Regions from separate parts of the Mus musculus genome. Here regions 1 and 3 are each linked to region 2. A link is a contact called in public promoter capture Hi-C data. All regions are on one chromosome and are shown on one strand. The core of a region is the stretch at or near the end of the contact, and the rest is flanking DNA. Distances in the headings are between cores, read along the strand shown.

The links. Capture Hi-C pulls out chosen DNA fragments and counts their contacts.
Region 1: a contact with region 2 is called in a promoter capture Hi-C map of adipose tissue. The contact joins two enhancer-like sites. A contact is called at or near these places in 1 of 115 datasets of contacts at active chromatin or transcription factors (large pre-B cells) and 1 of 9 other capture datasets (adipose tissue).
Region 3: a contact with region 2 is called in a promoter capture Hi-C map of adipose tissue. The contact joins two enhancer-like sites. A contact is called at or near these places in 3 of 115 datasets of contacts at active chromatin or transcription factors (astrocytes, embryonic stem cells and stem cell-derived neural progenitor cells) and 1 of 9 other capture datasets (adipose tissue).

The regions. Positions count from the first base shown.
Region 1 is chr5:111,377,465-111,380,202 of GRCm38.p6, reverse strand. Pitpnb (phosphatidylinositol transfer protein, beta) reads right to left here. Exons shown (of 12, transcript NM_019640.5): 9 at 1-11. Among named protein-coding and RNA genes, the nearest start is that of Gm36027, 23 kb to the right of the region's middle. Within about 2 kb of position 1,437, at least 29 of the 459 cell types and tissues checked have an H3K27ac peak or open chromatin away from gene starts, as enhancers often do. A contact at or near this core is called in adipose tissue, where this site is marked.
Region 2 is chr5:110,868,301-110,871,000 of GRCm38.p6, reverse strand. All of the region lies in intron 13 of Chek2 (checkpoint kinase 2), which reads right to left. Among named protein-coding and RNA genes, the nearest start is that of Ttc28, 10 kb to the left of the region's middle. Within about 2 kb of position 1,425, at least 70 of the 459 cell types and tissues checked have an H3K27ac peak or open chromatin away from gene starts, as enhancers often do. A contact at or near this core is called in adipose tissue, where this site is marked.
Region 3 is chr5:111,127,937-111,130,636 of GRCm38.p6, reverse strand. All of the region lies in intron 5 of Ttc28 (tetratricopeptide repeat domain 28), which reads right to left. Among named protein-coding and RNA genes, the nearest start is that of Gm35628, 110 kb to the left of the region's middle. Within about 2 kb of position 1,421, at least 25 of the 459 cell types and tissues checked have an H3K27ac peak or open chromatin away from gene starts, as enhancers often do. A contact at or near this core is called in adipose tissue, where this site is marked.

The DNA.
Region 1 (2,738 bases), core at 188-2,687, 510 kb before region 2:
GCCAGCTCCTTCTAGATGAGAAAATTGAAACATTGTGACGTCAGTGTTTAGGTTTTGACTGAAACAGACTGTTATGGAACACCACCATGGACTGAGAGCATTGCTTCTCTCTGCCATCCAACTGTGAGGTCAGCTGCTGTCACTATACAGGAAGCTCTTAACACAGTGAGCCTAAACAGGGAGGCTGTGTTCCCTAACTCCCCTTGGGGATCTGCTCATGACCTTCCACCATTTCTGTGTTTCCAAATATCTCCAATGCAGCAGCAGTTCATAACAGCAGAAGGCCACAGGCGGGGATGCAAATGCACACTGCTCACAGCATGGCCTGTACATGCAGCTTCAGTTCCCAGAGTGCCTGCCACACACTGGCATTCACTCAGATGATGTGGATGGAAAGTCAAGCCTTGTTTGGATAAATGAGGATGTTGTGAGCAACGGTCCTCACTCAGGCTGTGTAGTGGGGCGGGGTGGTGGGGCGGGGTTTCAGCTGTACCCTTGAACAAGAGCACCCCAGAGCGGGGCTTCCTGACCAGTAACACGCACTCATGGAAAGGTGGAGAGGGTGATGAGACCAGCACCTGAGTATCCAGCTGCTCTACCACCCACATAAGCAACTGTGACTTACGTGTGTGCACATACACACGTGTATTTGCAACAACAGAATAACATTGCTGCCTTTGGTGGAGCCATTCATCTGTCATGCAGCAGAACACACTGCTGCTATCAGACATGGAGGGTCACAAAGCTAAGTCAGGTCAGGTCTGGCCACCTGAGTTCAATCACCCAATAACAGGAGCCAGTTTAATAGTGAGAAGAGAAAAAGGAGGTTTACTCAACGTAGTCACACTTCGAGAGGGACAAAAATATGTGGAAAGCCCCTCAAATTCACCTTTGGGGCCCTAAAGTGAGACTGAAGTTTAAACAGAGGGCCAAGGTTATGTACGTAAGCCCTGGCAGGATGGGTACCGCCCCCAACTGACCCACCGTTGTCAGGGCTCAGTTTTATCCTATGAAACATTCATTGTTATTGTGGAGTCTCTTTCTGGAAGACAACACAGCTTCCCCTCTGACAAGCACATTCTCCTTCTCCCAGCACTAAGAGTCCTGGGGAAATCTACGCTGCTTTGAGTCCAATGTTTAAACAATCTCAAGTCAGAACGAGATAGACCCAAGTGTCTCTCGGGAGTATCTTCATTTCTAGCAGACCAGCTAAACTGGCACAAGCCTCCTTCTCCTTGACTGCAGGCCTGGCTCTAAGCTGGGATGAGGTCAGTCAGCTTGCCTCAGAAAACCCAGTTCTGCAGAAAGGATGGTAAGGTGAGCCTCCCACAGAACAGTTCTTCAATATGCAAGGAACCCACGCTGGGACCTTTAGCCCAGTGAGTGCTGCTGAGAATGAGAACATGGCTCCAGGGTCAGTCAGGTCGAGCTGGCACTAGGTCAGGCACATGGCATCCAGCTGTGGCTCCTACTGTACAGAACCCTTCTTCTGCTGGCTTCACTCCTCTGTGTGAACAGGAAGAGCTAAACTATTAGAGTCCACCGAGGTGAACCAGGACTGAGCAAGCTTAGCTCCAAAGCTACAGATGGTAAAGCAAACATGCCCTTCCCATTCAATGCCTGTGAAACCCCTGTCCACACCCTCAGGCTACAGTTTCTACAGCTCAGCCACCACCCCCAGTAACACTGATAGCCCTAAGCAACTTCCAGCTGGGACAAGTCCTGGGTACTACAAGCCACAAACAACTTCATTTCGAACCCTAAGAGTTGCACACAGCATTCCCTACAAAAGTTTACCTGTGTGCCCGTCAGCCTTCTCCCCAAATTGAGAGGAGACTCAGTTCTAATTAAAGGAGTGAGCCAAATGTAACATAAGCGCCCTCCACAGGCTGGACTCTAGCACACAGGGACTCCACAGTGAGCCAGGCTTCCCAGTGATGCTGGCAAGCTACTAAAGCCAATTAACACAGCAATTTATAGAGTTTGCACTTGGCTATAAGAATTATTTTAAAAATTAAATGGGCCAAAAAAAAAATCCTAGTTCTAGAATCAATCACCTCATGTTTATTTATTTTCGATCTTCTTCGTTTTCCATCCAACTTACAAGCAGTTATTAAAAAAAAAAAAAAAAACAACCAACCCTTTGAGGGAAGAATATGCAACCCAACTAAACTCTGCTCAAGTAGACACCGGCCTGCTGCCTTGACTTCCCAGTTGTCTTCTGGAGGTGTCAGCGTGTCACTGGAGTCACACACAAGCTACGTGTCTTCCTGCAGTAGCTAACGTGTGCATGGCACTTTAGGTGTCGTTTCTACGTGTCTTTCTGCGGTAGCTAACGTGTGCATGGCATTTCACAAGTCATTCCTGTTTAAAGGTGACTGATAAAGAATCATCCTGTAATCCAAGCTATAGACTTTGGGTTGGTGGGATGGCCAGTAAGTAAAGTGCCTGCTGCCAGGCCTCACTGCCTCAGTTCAACCTCTTGGTACCACATGAAAGGAGAGAACCAACTCCTGCAAGCTGTCCTCTGACCCTGATGCATGCTCTGGCGTGCATACACATGTGCATTCAAGTGCCTGCATGTATGCATGAATGTTGTGCCTACATGTATACATGTGCACCACATGTATGCCTGGTGCTTGCAGAGGTCAGAAGAGGGCATCAGATCCCCTGGAACTGGTCATGAGACAACATGTAGATGCCGGGAACCAAACCCAGGTCCTCTGAAAAAAACAGTG
Region 2 (2,700 bases), core at 176-2,675:
ACACACCTCAATCATAGTAGCCAGGAGGCAGAGGGAGGTGAGTTTTTGTGTGTCTGAAACCGTTCCCATTTACACTTTGTCAACTTAGCACCCCATGCACTTTCTCTCTCTATTTTTCTACCTCTCTCATGGCATCAAAGATAAAAGGCTTCCAACACGAGAGATTTTGTGGGAGCCAGCACCTACTTCCTTGTCTTACTGGTTACTCTTGAGTGGCTCACAGAACGCCTGTCTGGATGGCACCAAGCTCATATACTACACTCATGTGTATTGCTCTGCTCTGTATATCATGGGCCTAGCAGCGTTTCAAACCTGAACGGTGCTCTGAAGAGATGAATGTGTGAATAAAACAAAGTGGGTGCGCACTGATATATGTACGCATGCACACAAGAACACACACACAACACACACACAATTAAAAATAAAACAAATCCTCTCAGGTCTCCCCAGCATGCTGTAGCATGCATGTAGAGGTCAGAGATCAACCTTGGGTATTGGTCCTCGACTTCCATCTCGTTTGAGTCTCTTGTTGCTCACCACCGTGTACAGTCAAGCTAACTGGCTTGTGAGCTGCAGGGGAGTCTGCGCCCCCAATCTCTCAGCTCCTCATATTTGTGAGACAAATACTTTATCCATTGAGCTGACTCCCCGGAGCCTCTTCCTCTGTTTTCTCACATCAATCCTGGACTGACCTCCCCCATAAAAGTAAACAAAACAACCCTTTTCTCTTTCTAAGTTGATTTCTCTAGGTGTGTAACAGCTAACAGAAAGCTAATAAGCACAAACGTCCTTCTTCTGGACACTATCTGGTAGGGCCATTCATGGCCTGTGGCATCTATCTCTGCATCATATTCACGAGCACCTATCTGCATCGTATTCACGAGTATCCATCTGCATCGCATTCACAAGCATCCATCTGCACGCTTTCAGAAGCAACAGGTCAACAGGAACATGAGAAAAGCATCTCAACATGAGAGCAAGCAGCAAGGTTTCTGTAAACCTAGGAGACATCACACCCAAAACTATTAAGTTACAACGTCCCTCAAAAGCAAGCAGGAAGGATTCTTCTATTTTATCAAAAGCGAAGGAGAGCTGAGCTTCAGCTTTAATTACTTGTGAATAACAGAATTTTTTTTTTTTTTTTTTCCGAGACAAGAAGTTCAAGCAAGCCGGGCGGTGGTGGCGCACTCATTTAATCCCAGCACTTGGGAGGCAGAGGCAGGCGGATTTGAGTTCGAGGCCAGCCTGGTCTACAGAGTGAGTTCCAGGACAGCCAGGGCTACACAGAGAAACCCTGTCTTGGAAAAAAAAAAAAAAAAAAAAAAGAAGTTCAAGCAAAATGGGCTGCACTGACTCATGCATCTTAGGCAAACACAAACCCTGTTGCTAGGCCTAACTGGCCAGCCCGTGCTTTTTTTTTTCCAAAGCTAACACAGAAAGCCAACGCAGTGTGTCTGCCTCCGTTTGGATTCCAGAAGCTGCCCTATTAAGGCATGTGAAAAGAGCCAAAGGGAGGGCTTCTCTTTTCATCAGAGTTAAACCCCCACCCGCAAAGACACCTTTGTTTCCAGGCTCCTTGTCTCTAAGGCCCTTGCTGCTTTCAGATCTGTGTGGTCGAGTAAACATTAAGTCACCTGACAGATTTCTTCTGCGAGGAGAATCGTGTTTCCAGGGCAACAACCCAAACACATAGATCTGTCCCTTTCCCCCCACCACTCCTCACCCTCCGCCTTTTAAAAAATATTTTATTGCATTTTTCACTTATCTTATGTGTGTGTGTGTAGAATCAGAGGATAACTTTCAGGAGTTTGTGGAGTCTGGGGATGAAACTTGGGCCATCAGATCTTGTGCTGGACCTGGTGAGGAGACATCCCCCTCAGGTCCAGCTGCCCTCCTTCTTTTAAGGATTTCTCGTTCTCTACCTAAACTAGTCAGACCAAAACTTAGGTGTGGATGGTTGCAAGACAGAAAGGGGACAATCTTCCAGAGTCCCATAAGGACAGCAGGGATTTTTCAAGGTGTTCCCAGAACTGAGAACCACAGATGGGGGATGGGGAGTTGGGGGGGGGAAGCTCCAGCCACCTAGTGATGTCACCCAGCCCCACAGGAAACAGAGGCCTAAGGATGTTCACAGGAAAGTGTAGCCAAGATGAAGAATACAATCAGACATCTACAAGAGAAGCTGCAGGATGCTCTCGCTGATTAATTCCAAGCCAACGATTAATCTCCCAGAGTTACAGACGCTCTTACACTGGCAGCAGGCTTTGAGTGAGCCTGGCACAAAACTCTCAAAGCAACAGGGACATGTGAACAGAGATGTCATGCACACTCAAAGGGTGCAGGTGACATGCTTGTTCACCGGGAACAAGACTGGCATCCTTTAAAACATGGCTCAGGAAGTGGCTGGGTTCCCTCAGGGACACTGCCTTCCTGGACCTGCCCCAGTTTTTTGATTAAAAGTAAAAAAAAAAAAAAAAATGTCTGGACCATAGCACAGTCTGATCCACCAGGCAGAGGAGGGGTAGAAAAGGGAGACAGCTGGCAGTTGAGGAAGACAAAGCTCTCAGAGGAATTTCAGCCACACTGCAATCTCAGGGCAAATGGAACCAGAACCCAGCATGAAGTACGCCAACAGTTGCATGGAAAGAGCTGACACCCAACACACACACATATTCATTTACCCTCTCTTCTCCCATTTCC
Region 3 (2,700 bases), core at 172-2,671, 260 kb before region 2:
AAGGCTGAAGGTGCTCGGGTCGAGCCAAGGAGCTCCTGAAACAAGGACAAGGGACCTCAATGGTCGGGAGTTAGTCCTGTGCCCTTCCTCACTACCAGCGGAAACCAAAGAACCATCCAGAGGATAAGAATGCACAGGCTGGAGCAGGGACAAGGTCATAAATTTTCTCTTTTTCTCAATTGTATTAGACTATAAGGCCTATGTGAAAGTCAAACAAGCTGTAACAGAATAAACAACTTCACAAACTCCCAGCAGAGACGGCAGGAAGAGAAGTAGTTGCATGTGACCCGAAGCTGGCGAATGCCAGAAAAGCGGCTTCTCACTGGGACAGCGCCATAAAGCAAGGCTTCCAACAGGAGCTCACCCGCTCAAGAAGTCGGTCAACCAATCGGTGGGATGCACTTACAACTTTGAAGATGCAAGAGCAAACTGTGTGTGCAAAGGGGAAAACAGTGTTACTAAACCATAAAGGGACAATTTGACAGCAGCTGCAATAATGATGTCAAATTAACATTTTGTAATTTTCATCTTGGACTTGGAATACTGACAATATGGTAATTGATGTCAGTTCAGAAAATACCTAGGTATGGCACAAAACTACAAGAAACGACTGTGTCTATAAAATATAAACACTATTTAAAAAAAAAAAAAGCTAGCATAGACTGTTACAGATATCCTCAAAGCAAATCCTATCACATTTCTAAGAAAATAAAAATCCCAGCACTTGGGAGGCAGAGGCAGGCGGATTTCTGAGTTCGAGGCCAGCCTGGTCTACAAAGTGAGTTCCAGGACAGCCAGGGCTACACAGAGAAACCCTGTCTCGGAAAAAACAAAAAACAAAAACAAAAACAAAAAACAATGTGCTGTGTGTTCGATGGACAGAGCATCAAACATGGAAGGCCACTCAAAGGGTTTCATATGACTTTTGTGGGGAAAGAAGGAGCAGCCAGTCACATTTATGTGTGATGTCTAGAACCCACTGAGAAGAGCAGTCGTGGGAATGCCCAATGAAACAGCCTCACTATTTGCCTTTAAAAGTGTTACGCTGCATTTTGAAGACACTTAGCTATTTGGCACTCAGAACTGTGGCGGCATGGTCACATGATTTCTCTCAGGGAAAACTGCAAAGAGAGGAAAGGGCAGAAGGAGACGCTGGGGGCAGAGACAGAAAGTTGTTCGAAGCCCGGACCTTTCACTCCCGAGGCTCCTGCCACTCGTTTCAGATCCACTGTCTACGCATTTATCAGGGAAAATGTCTTCACAATTCTGCCGTTTCGGTGGAGGCAGGTTCTCTGTGCGGCCACTTCAGAGAAAAGGCAGGAGCAGGGGTGGGAGACGTACATTCTCCAGGAACTCAGAGAGCCTGTGCTTTGTCTGGGGACCAAACATGAGGCTTTAACAAAGCAAACACAGAAGCAGAGGAAGCCAGCCTCCGTGGTTCTGTCCTGGAGACCAGGCTGTGTCTCAGGGGACACACTTAGTAGTCATTCTTTAGGGAGTTACTGTGCAGCTTCTTCGCTAATGGAACAGGAGTGTGTCTTCCCTACACAGAGAGGAGCTGGGGCAAATGTCTTTCTTTCATTCTTCCTGATAAGTTTATGACAGAAAGAAACCTGAAATCTGGGAGAGAAAAAAAAATCCATTTCTTTGTGAAGAGAACTAGAATTATCGTGATAGTTCGGTATCTTCAACCTGGCCTTTCTATTATTTCTAAAAGACAAAGGAAGAATGCATTTTTACCCTGATGGACTTAGTAAATAAAAGGAAAAGCTTCCCCAAACCCGAAAACCAAATAACATAATAGAAACGCCCTCAAGCCTGAAAGACAGTGCCCAGAAAGGACTCTGCCCCGGCCTGACTTGTTCACCGGGACTCGGAGCCCTGCCTAGGGTTCCTAGGTTCAAGACAAGGGCCACCATCAGGCCACAACACAGGGCTGCCTTGCCTGCTCAAGTCACCCTAGCTGCAATTCCAAGAGGGTGAAGCCTCCTTCTCTTCCTCCTCCACCATAGCCTGCTCCTATTTCAGGAACCTTGTTTTCTAATCTATTTCCTCCTTGCTCAGGAAATGTGCACAACCATGTTTACTGTGCACGATCACGATGACTCTTCTCTGCTTTCTCACAGAGGACTTTGCAGGGGCCTCCCATCCTGCTGGATCCTCTGAGCCCCTCATGGCCACGGAGGAGAGGGGGTGACTGCACCTGCCTTACCGGCCTAGGCTTATTCAGACTGTTCATTTTTCCCAGTGACAATCACCTCTGTCAAGTCATAGTTCTTGAGCCCCTACTGTGTGCAAAGCTATGTAGTAATTGCGAGGGACACAGTATAGGCCTAAGGACACAAAAGCTGTCATGACAGGATGGCATTCTAGTAGGATGCAGACCACTAGCTCGATCAACGGAGGGGCCCAGTGCTGTGAGGAGTTGCAGTGAGGACGGTGCCTGGCAGTCATCTGCCCTGGCTCACTGACAAGCTCAGCTCCTACAGTCTCACAAGCCACATCCCACGGTATGGTTGTTATTCTTCAGGTAGTAGAAAGGTATTTTCATAAGATTGTTTTTCTCTTTGTAACAGGTCTTGCTATGCAGCTCAGGCTAGCCTGGAATTTTCTATGTAGCCCAGGCTACTGTCAAATTCCCTTGCCTCAGCCTCCAGAGTACTAACATTATAGGCGTGGCCATCATGCCCAACTATTTCA